Linked DNA regions of Triticum aestivum: region 1 is linked to region 2. A link is a contact called in public Hi-C data. All regions are on one chromosome and are shown on one strand. Each heading gives the region's core, a stretch centred on a gene start, on an enhancer-like site or on the middle of the called end of the contact. The rest is flanking DNA. Distances are from core to core; before and after follow the strand shown. Region 1 has its middle 49 kb from the start of LOC123141580. Region 2 holds the start of LOC123144959 (aldehyde dehydrogenase family 3 member F1).

Region 1 (3,544 bases), core at 287-2,786, 140 kb after region 2:
GCTGGGAGCTGAGAGTACAAATCACCGTTGTCAAGGACGTAGCAGCCGGGGCAGATATTGCGAGGACAAACCTCCTCATGCAACCAAGAGAAGAAAATCCAAAATCGATCTGAAGGATCATACCTAGACAAGTTTAATCTTCCAACACCATCATTGACGTTGGGAAGGAGATCTCATCGTCGAACGAATGGCCAAAGATTACTTATTATAGACGATGACATCTCCATTGATGAAGAAGACGGCTACCAAAACCCTAACCCTATCTATTGAAAACACTACTTTTATTAAGAACTCCACTCATAGATCATGTTCCCCGCCCCTCCTGACGCCGGCAAGGCCGACTGGGGGAGGGGAGACTTACCTATGGTGATGGGGCTAACCGTTAGTTAGTCCATCTCCAAACGTACTTGCAGTTCGTTTGATACATCGAACCGGATGGGCTTTTGCCGACAAGATTTTCAAGTAATCAGAGGCAATTATGACGCCACGGCCCCGAGTGAAACGAAGTGCCACCAGCCACCAACACGGGGCATGCCCATGGGCGAATCCTATTTGGCGCCACAGGCGCCGGTTATAGCTGTTTCTGCAAACAAGTGCCTGCAGCTGCGTTAGTTGGGCTCGGCCCATATACCGTGTTTTTAATCGGCAAAAAATAGCGCTAGTTTCATGTATCGGACCCACGACCTCTGCCAAAGTGGTAGGTTCGTCTAACCACCACGCCACAAAGCGGAATCTGCTAACTAGCAACTGCTTCCTTCTTTTATTCCTTCGTTTTCCTTTTTTTCATTTTTTTCTTTTTTCTTTTTATTCATTATTGCTTTTTCCTTTTTGTTTTTTATTCTTCTGGTTTGATGAATTGCTTTTTTAAATATGTGAACTTTTTCTTCAAATCGATGTACTTTTTGAAATTTGCTGAACTTTTTTTCAAATTGATGACCTTTTTTTCAAAATCAACGATTTTTTTTAAAAATTCATGATTCTTTTCAATTTTGATGAACTTTTATTCAAAATTGATGAACTTTTTTTACAATTTGATGAACTTTTTTCAAAATCGATGATATTTTACAATATGCTGAACTTTTTTCAAAGTCGATTAACATTTTTCGAAGTCGATGAACATTTTTCCAAATTAGATGAAGATTTTTCCAAAATCCATGTTTTTCTTAAAATCAATGAATATTTTTTTGACAATCGATGAACTTTTTCTAAAATTGATGAACTTTGTTTTTCATATTTGATGACTTTTGTTTTCAAATTTGATTAAAAAAATCAAATTTGATGATTTTTACCGAATTTGTCAATGTTTTGAAGTTTGTGGACGTTTTTTTTTCAAAATCTATGTATATTTTTTAATTCATGAATTTTCGTGCTTTTTCTGGGTTTTTTTTAAGTCAACACAACCTCAACCGCGACTGAAGAAGGAACGAGCGAAACATCGAGCGACGTATCGACCGAGCGAACCATCAAGCTACCTGCCGACCGAGCAAACACCTGCGTTGGGCCGGCCCAAGTTCGGGGGCGCTTGAGCGCCACTTTCCCGTATCGGCGCTGAAAGCGCCAACTAGGGGGGAGCTCCTATTCGGCGCCTTAAATGGCCGAATAGTAGCTGGCGCCCGCTACAACGCTTTACTGGGTAGGCCCGCTAAGGGAAATCGTGGCGAACAAAAATCAACATAAAAACGCAAAAAAGGGAGACTCGCATCGCTCGCGAAGTCAAGCCATGTTTGAGCTTAGCTGACCACCGCAGCAATTGGACAACTGTGATTTTAATAGCGCTAACAGTACATGAACTAGTATAGCCACGCTATTTATTTATAATTTAGATTTCTATTTTTTTAAAATCATCAATTTAAAATCGTTCATTGATTTTGAGACAAAAGTTCACAACTTAAATAAAGTTCATCGATTTTGAGAAGTAGTTCATCATTTTTGAAGAAAAATTCACAAACTTAAAAAAGTTCACGATTTCATTTTCAAAAAGATCATCATTTTCGGAAAAAGTTCATCGGTTTTGAAAAAAATTCATCGATTTTGACAAAAATTCATCGATTTTGACAAAAAGATCATCGATTTTGACAAAAAGTTCAATGACTTTGAAAAAATAGTTCATTAATTTTGAAAACAATTAACAAATTTGAAGGAACAATTCGTCAATATTGAAAAAAGTACATCGGATTTGGAAAAATTTCATCGAATTTGGAAAAAAACTTTATCAAATTTGAAAAAAGTTCATTGAACTAGAAAAAAGTTCAGAAAATCTTAAAAAAGTTCATCAATTTTTAAAAATGTAGATGGATTTGAGAAAAATCGAATGAACAAGAAGGAAAAATAAAACAGAAAGCAAAAAAACGAATATAGAAAACAGGAAAAAATAAAAAACAGAAAAAGGAAAGAAAAGATGATAAGTAAAACAAGTGATGGAACTTAGCGAATCAAGGTCTTGTGGCGGGGTGGTTACCACTGTGCGCCCTGAACCAGCGAGTCCTTGGTTGGATTCCTAGATATCGTGGAATTTTTGCGCTTTGAATACGCGAGCGAAAGAGATAAACGGGCCGAGCCCAGCTAAAGCGCCTGCAGGCGACAGTTTGCAAAAAACCCGAAGAAACCGGTGCCTGCAGCGCCAAATAGGTTTTGCCCCAACTAGGAGCTCCCGTGCCCATGTCTCGTCTATTGCGTGCGAGCGCCGCGTGTGCAAAACTGGGCCGACCCAGCGCGCGAGGCCGAAGGCCACAACCTGGGCCTTTTGTTTTGTTTTCGTTATATATACATTTTTTACTTTGTTTATATGTCCAAATATTCTAAATATTTATATTACAAAACAAATTTACATAAAACATTTGACAAATATTACTCAAGCATTTGAAAATTGTTAAATGTCTATAGAAAAGTATTTCTTATGTATACGAAAACTATATACAACGTGTATGAAAAAAGTTGATCATGTATTTAGAAAAATGTTGATCAAGCATTTCAAAAATGTTAATTAAGTATTTGAAAAATGTTAAATATGTATAAACAAAATTTCTCATGTGTATGAAAAAAGTATACCAAAAATACGAAATGTGTGTACAAAATGTTCATCATGAATTTAAAAAATGTTAATCAAGGATTTTAAAATTGTTAAATCAGTGTAAAAATGTTTGTCATGTATATGAAAAATATATACGTTTTTGTGTGTAGTGCAAAATATTTATACAAAAAATACAAAATTTGTATGAAAACAATGCTAATCTTGTATTTAGTTTTTTAACATGTATATGAAATTTTCCTATTAAAATTATTAAACATGCATATAAAAATATTCCTGAGGTATACAGAAATATGTACATTGTGTGTGACAAAAAATTTATTCTCTTTGAAAAATATTCACCGTGTATTTGAAAAATATTGACCATATATTCGAAAAATGTTGAAAATTTGTATTTAAGAAAAAATTTACATCCTTTGTTTGCAAGACAATGAAAATTGAGAATCAAATAAAGAAAAATGAGGAAAACTAATGAAAAACAAGAAAGAAAGAAGACCGAACAAAAATAAGAAAGAA
Region 2 (3,432 bases), core at 129-2,628:
GGTCGTTTGAGGCCCGTTTGAGGTGGCCTTTGGGGTCAAAAAATGATCGGTGACCGGGCGGCCTACCTGGACATATGAGGCAGGTTTAGAACGCCCCGCTGTAGATGCTCTTAAGCATATCAACCTGTCATACAAGTGACCAACCAACCACATGTATGTAGGAAATGGAAGGCATGCACTTGTCACAATCGCAAGACTGCACCTAGCTTGTTGCCATCAGAAAGGTTGTTTAAACTCAGACCTCGTACAGCACCGCTGGTCTTTGGTCGTACAAGCATGTGAGGTACTTTGGCAGTAAACCATGTGAGCGTACAGCGAGCCAACAACACCTCGTAATCGTCTTCTTTGAACCTCTTTTTCTTTAGATGCTACGCTGGTACTAGTGGTGAGATTCGTTTTTTAGATGCTAGCGGTGAGAATTGGTCTGTCATGATCGATTTTTTCCGACACCGAAGATGTTCTTTTCTGCAGTAGTCACTTTCTTAAGTGTCTTATACTGATTTCCGGTAGGCACCGATGGTCTCCATCAAGTAATTAATCACGCAATATAAATACGAGAATTGCCGGTCAATAAATAGATGATAGAATTCGTATGATGGCCTGATATCTATCTAACCAACATGGTGACTAGCAGTGATTCGGCGTCAGACTTCATCGTCTATTCATCTCATTGCAAAGATAATGAAGAACTGAGAGAACAGGCATAATGAAACTGAAGGGGTTGTGGAGCAAAGAGGGCACCTAATGGGAGATTCCAGCAGGAGAAAATGAGCACGACCCCGAGCGGCTCCGGCAGCACCAGCGCCGTCGCCGGAAAGGAAACCAACGGCGTAGGAGCCTACACTGACAAAAACAACAAGTCATGCAGCAGCCCAATTAAGTTTGTATATAAAGCCATGGCGATTGGCAAGGACTTGCCTTCTCAGGGGCCGCCCATTTCTCGAGGTTTTGCAGCGTGTGCTTGATGGACTTGACGACAACACCAACCTAAAGACCAGCAGCACAGATCAGGGGAGAGATTGGCCAAAACGGAGCAACAACCCTCTATAGTTACGTACCTCGTCTCTGAAGGATTCAGTCCGGTGCTTGCCGAGGTCGTCGTGGAGCGCGTCGAAGATCTCCTCCTCCTTCTCCGTCAGGAGCCTGATGAGCCCGTTGAGCTGCGACCGCCTCCATGAGAGGTCCTTGGTCCTGCCGCTCTTGTACACCACTCGCAGGCTGCTCACGAGGCTCCCCAAGCCAAGGGCCGGCTTCTCCTCCATGGTTCCCATGGATGGATGGATGGAAGGGGCGGGCACCGGCTTAGCTTGGGTTGAGCATGCGGGCGACCCAACGTGTGTTAAATAGGCAAGGCAACCAAAGGCGGAGCGTGGCAGACTGACTGACTGGGTAGTGTGTCGTGGTTCATGTGGACTTGTGGAGTGAACATGGCAGTTTATGGACCGTGATTACCGAAATCCACAATTTCTTTTGCGGGAACCCAAATCCGCATTAACTAGAGGAGTTGGGGCCTTTTAGACTAGCCACAATGGGTAGTAACATAGACTAGTAACATGCACATATTACTAGTTTATGTTACTACCTCTATAGTGGGGAGTAACATATGTGTGGTAACATGCAACACTTCATTTATTAGGCTATATAGACTCATTTTGCCTTGATATTTGTGATGTTACTCATACTACTAGTAACTAGCTATGTTACCACTTTCCTTCATTTCTTCATTTATCGCTTGCCACATCATCTATTTTATCTAGATACGTGTGATGGTGCTACCTATGTTGCGCAGCAGAAGGACTGAAATTGTAGTCGCCCTTAATAACATTTTGACTGGTGAGGAGATTTATTGGTTCAGCAAAGATGGTTGTTGAAAAGTGACCAAATCACCTCTTGTCTCCACAAATTTGCTTATGGAAACAGTATATTCATTCCACTGCTCGAAAATCCGTCTTTCCGAGTGCCGACACATTTCCCGTTTTCTTTTCGTCGGGCACTCGGCAAAGATGATCCATGTCGAGTATAACACTCAGGCAACCTCAAAAACTCGGCAAAAAGGGCCAACTGCTTTTGTCACTAAGGGCATTTTCAACGGTGACCCGTAAATTTGCTTCAGCATTAGTCCGCGGAGAGGGGACAAGTCCACGGACACTGATGCCTGAGGCGGTCATCCAATGCTAGCCGCATATGTCCGCTTACATTTCAAGCAGTGTTTCAACTAACCGGACAAAATTCATGCAAACACGGCGGATTTCATCAAAGTCCAGATAGAAAATAACACAAATCATCATAATTTTTTTGGGAAATGGAGGCGGACCCCCGGCTGAAAGGATCGATATAGTTGACTAGGGGGGGTGAATAGGCAACTAACAATTTTTAGCTTTTCTTTACCAAATTAAACTTTGCATCAAAGTAGGCTGTCTAGATATGCAACTAGGTGAGCAACCTATATGATGCAACAACCACAAGCACACAAGCAAGCAAAGGATGCAACACAAACAAACTTGCACAAGTAAAGGGATGAGATAACCAAGAGTGGAGCCGGTGGAGACGAGGATGTGTTACCGAAGTTCCTTCCTTTTGAAGGGAAGTACGTCTCCGTTAGAGCGATGTGGAGGCACAATGCTCCCCAAGAAGTCACTAGGGCCACCGTATTCTCCTCACGCCCTCACACAATGCGAGATGCCATAATTCCACTATTGGTGCCCTTGGAGGGGGCGACCGAACCTTTACAAACAAGGTTGGGGCAATCTCCACAACTTAATTGGAGGCTCCCAACGACACCACGAAGCTTCACCACAATGGACTATGGCTCCGCGGTGACCTCAACCGTCTAGGGTGCTCAAACACCCAAGAGTAACAAGATCCGCTAGGGATTAGTGGGGGAATCAAATTTCTCTTGGTGGAAGTGTAGATCGGGGCCTTCTCAACCAATCCCGAGCAAATCAACAAGTTTGATTGGCTAGGAAGAGAGATCGGGCGGAAATGGAGCTTGGAGCAACAATGGAGCTTTTTGGGGAAGAGGTAGTTCAATTTTGGAGAAGAAGACCCCTTTTATAGACCCCAAACAGCCCCGCAGAGGGCGGTACTACCGCAGGTGTGGGCGGTACTACCGCTGCGGCCAGCGGTACTACCGCTCCCCCTCGCGGTACTGCCGTGCAGCCTGGGAGGGCTGGCGAGAGAGCAGGAGTTGGACCCAGTGCGGTATTGCCGCGGTGGTAGGGCGGTACTACCGCTCATGAGCAGCACTACCGCTCTACTGCCGCTGCTTAGTGCCGCACAATCCGACACGAGAAGCGACCCCCTCGAGTCGACGCGGTAGGGGCCTGGTACCGCAGCGGTACTACAACTGAGGACCCACCGGCGGTACTATCACTGCGGAGCGGTACTGCCGCCTGTGAATCCTAAGCGGTACTACCGCTGGGCACCGCGGTA

The links. Hi-C and Micro-C count contacts between places; a contact is called where the count stands out from the background.
Region 1: a Hi-C map of an unstated tissue shows a contact between it and region 2, with 8 times the contacts expected there. The contact joins the enhancer-like site here to the promoter of LOC123144959 in region 2. A contact is called at or near these places in 4 of 5 Hi-C or Micro-C datasets (leaf, root and an unstated tissue).

Annotation. Positions count from the first base shown.
Region 1 is chr6D:334,574,980-334,578,523 of IWGSC CS RefSeq v2.1, forward strand. No RefSeq gene overlaps it. Among protein-coding and RNA genes, the nearest start is that of LOC123141580, 49 kb to the right of the region's middle. Within about 2 kb of position 1,537, at least 1 of the 8 cell types and tissues checked has an H3K27ac peak or open chromatin away from gene starts, as enhancers often do.
Region 2 is chr6D:334,434,258-334,437,689 of IWGSC CS RefSeq v2.1, forward strand. LOC123144959 (aldehyde dehydrogenase family 3 member F1) reads right to left here and starts at 1,379. Exons shown (of 9, transcript XM_044564234.1): 1 at 1,059-1,379; 2 at 919-987; 3 at 742-838. The coding sequence starts at 1,271.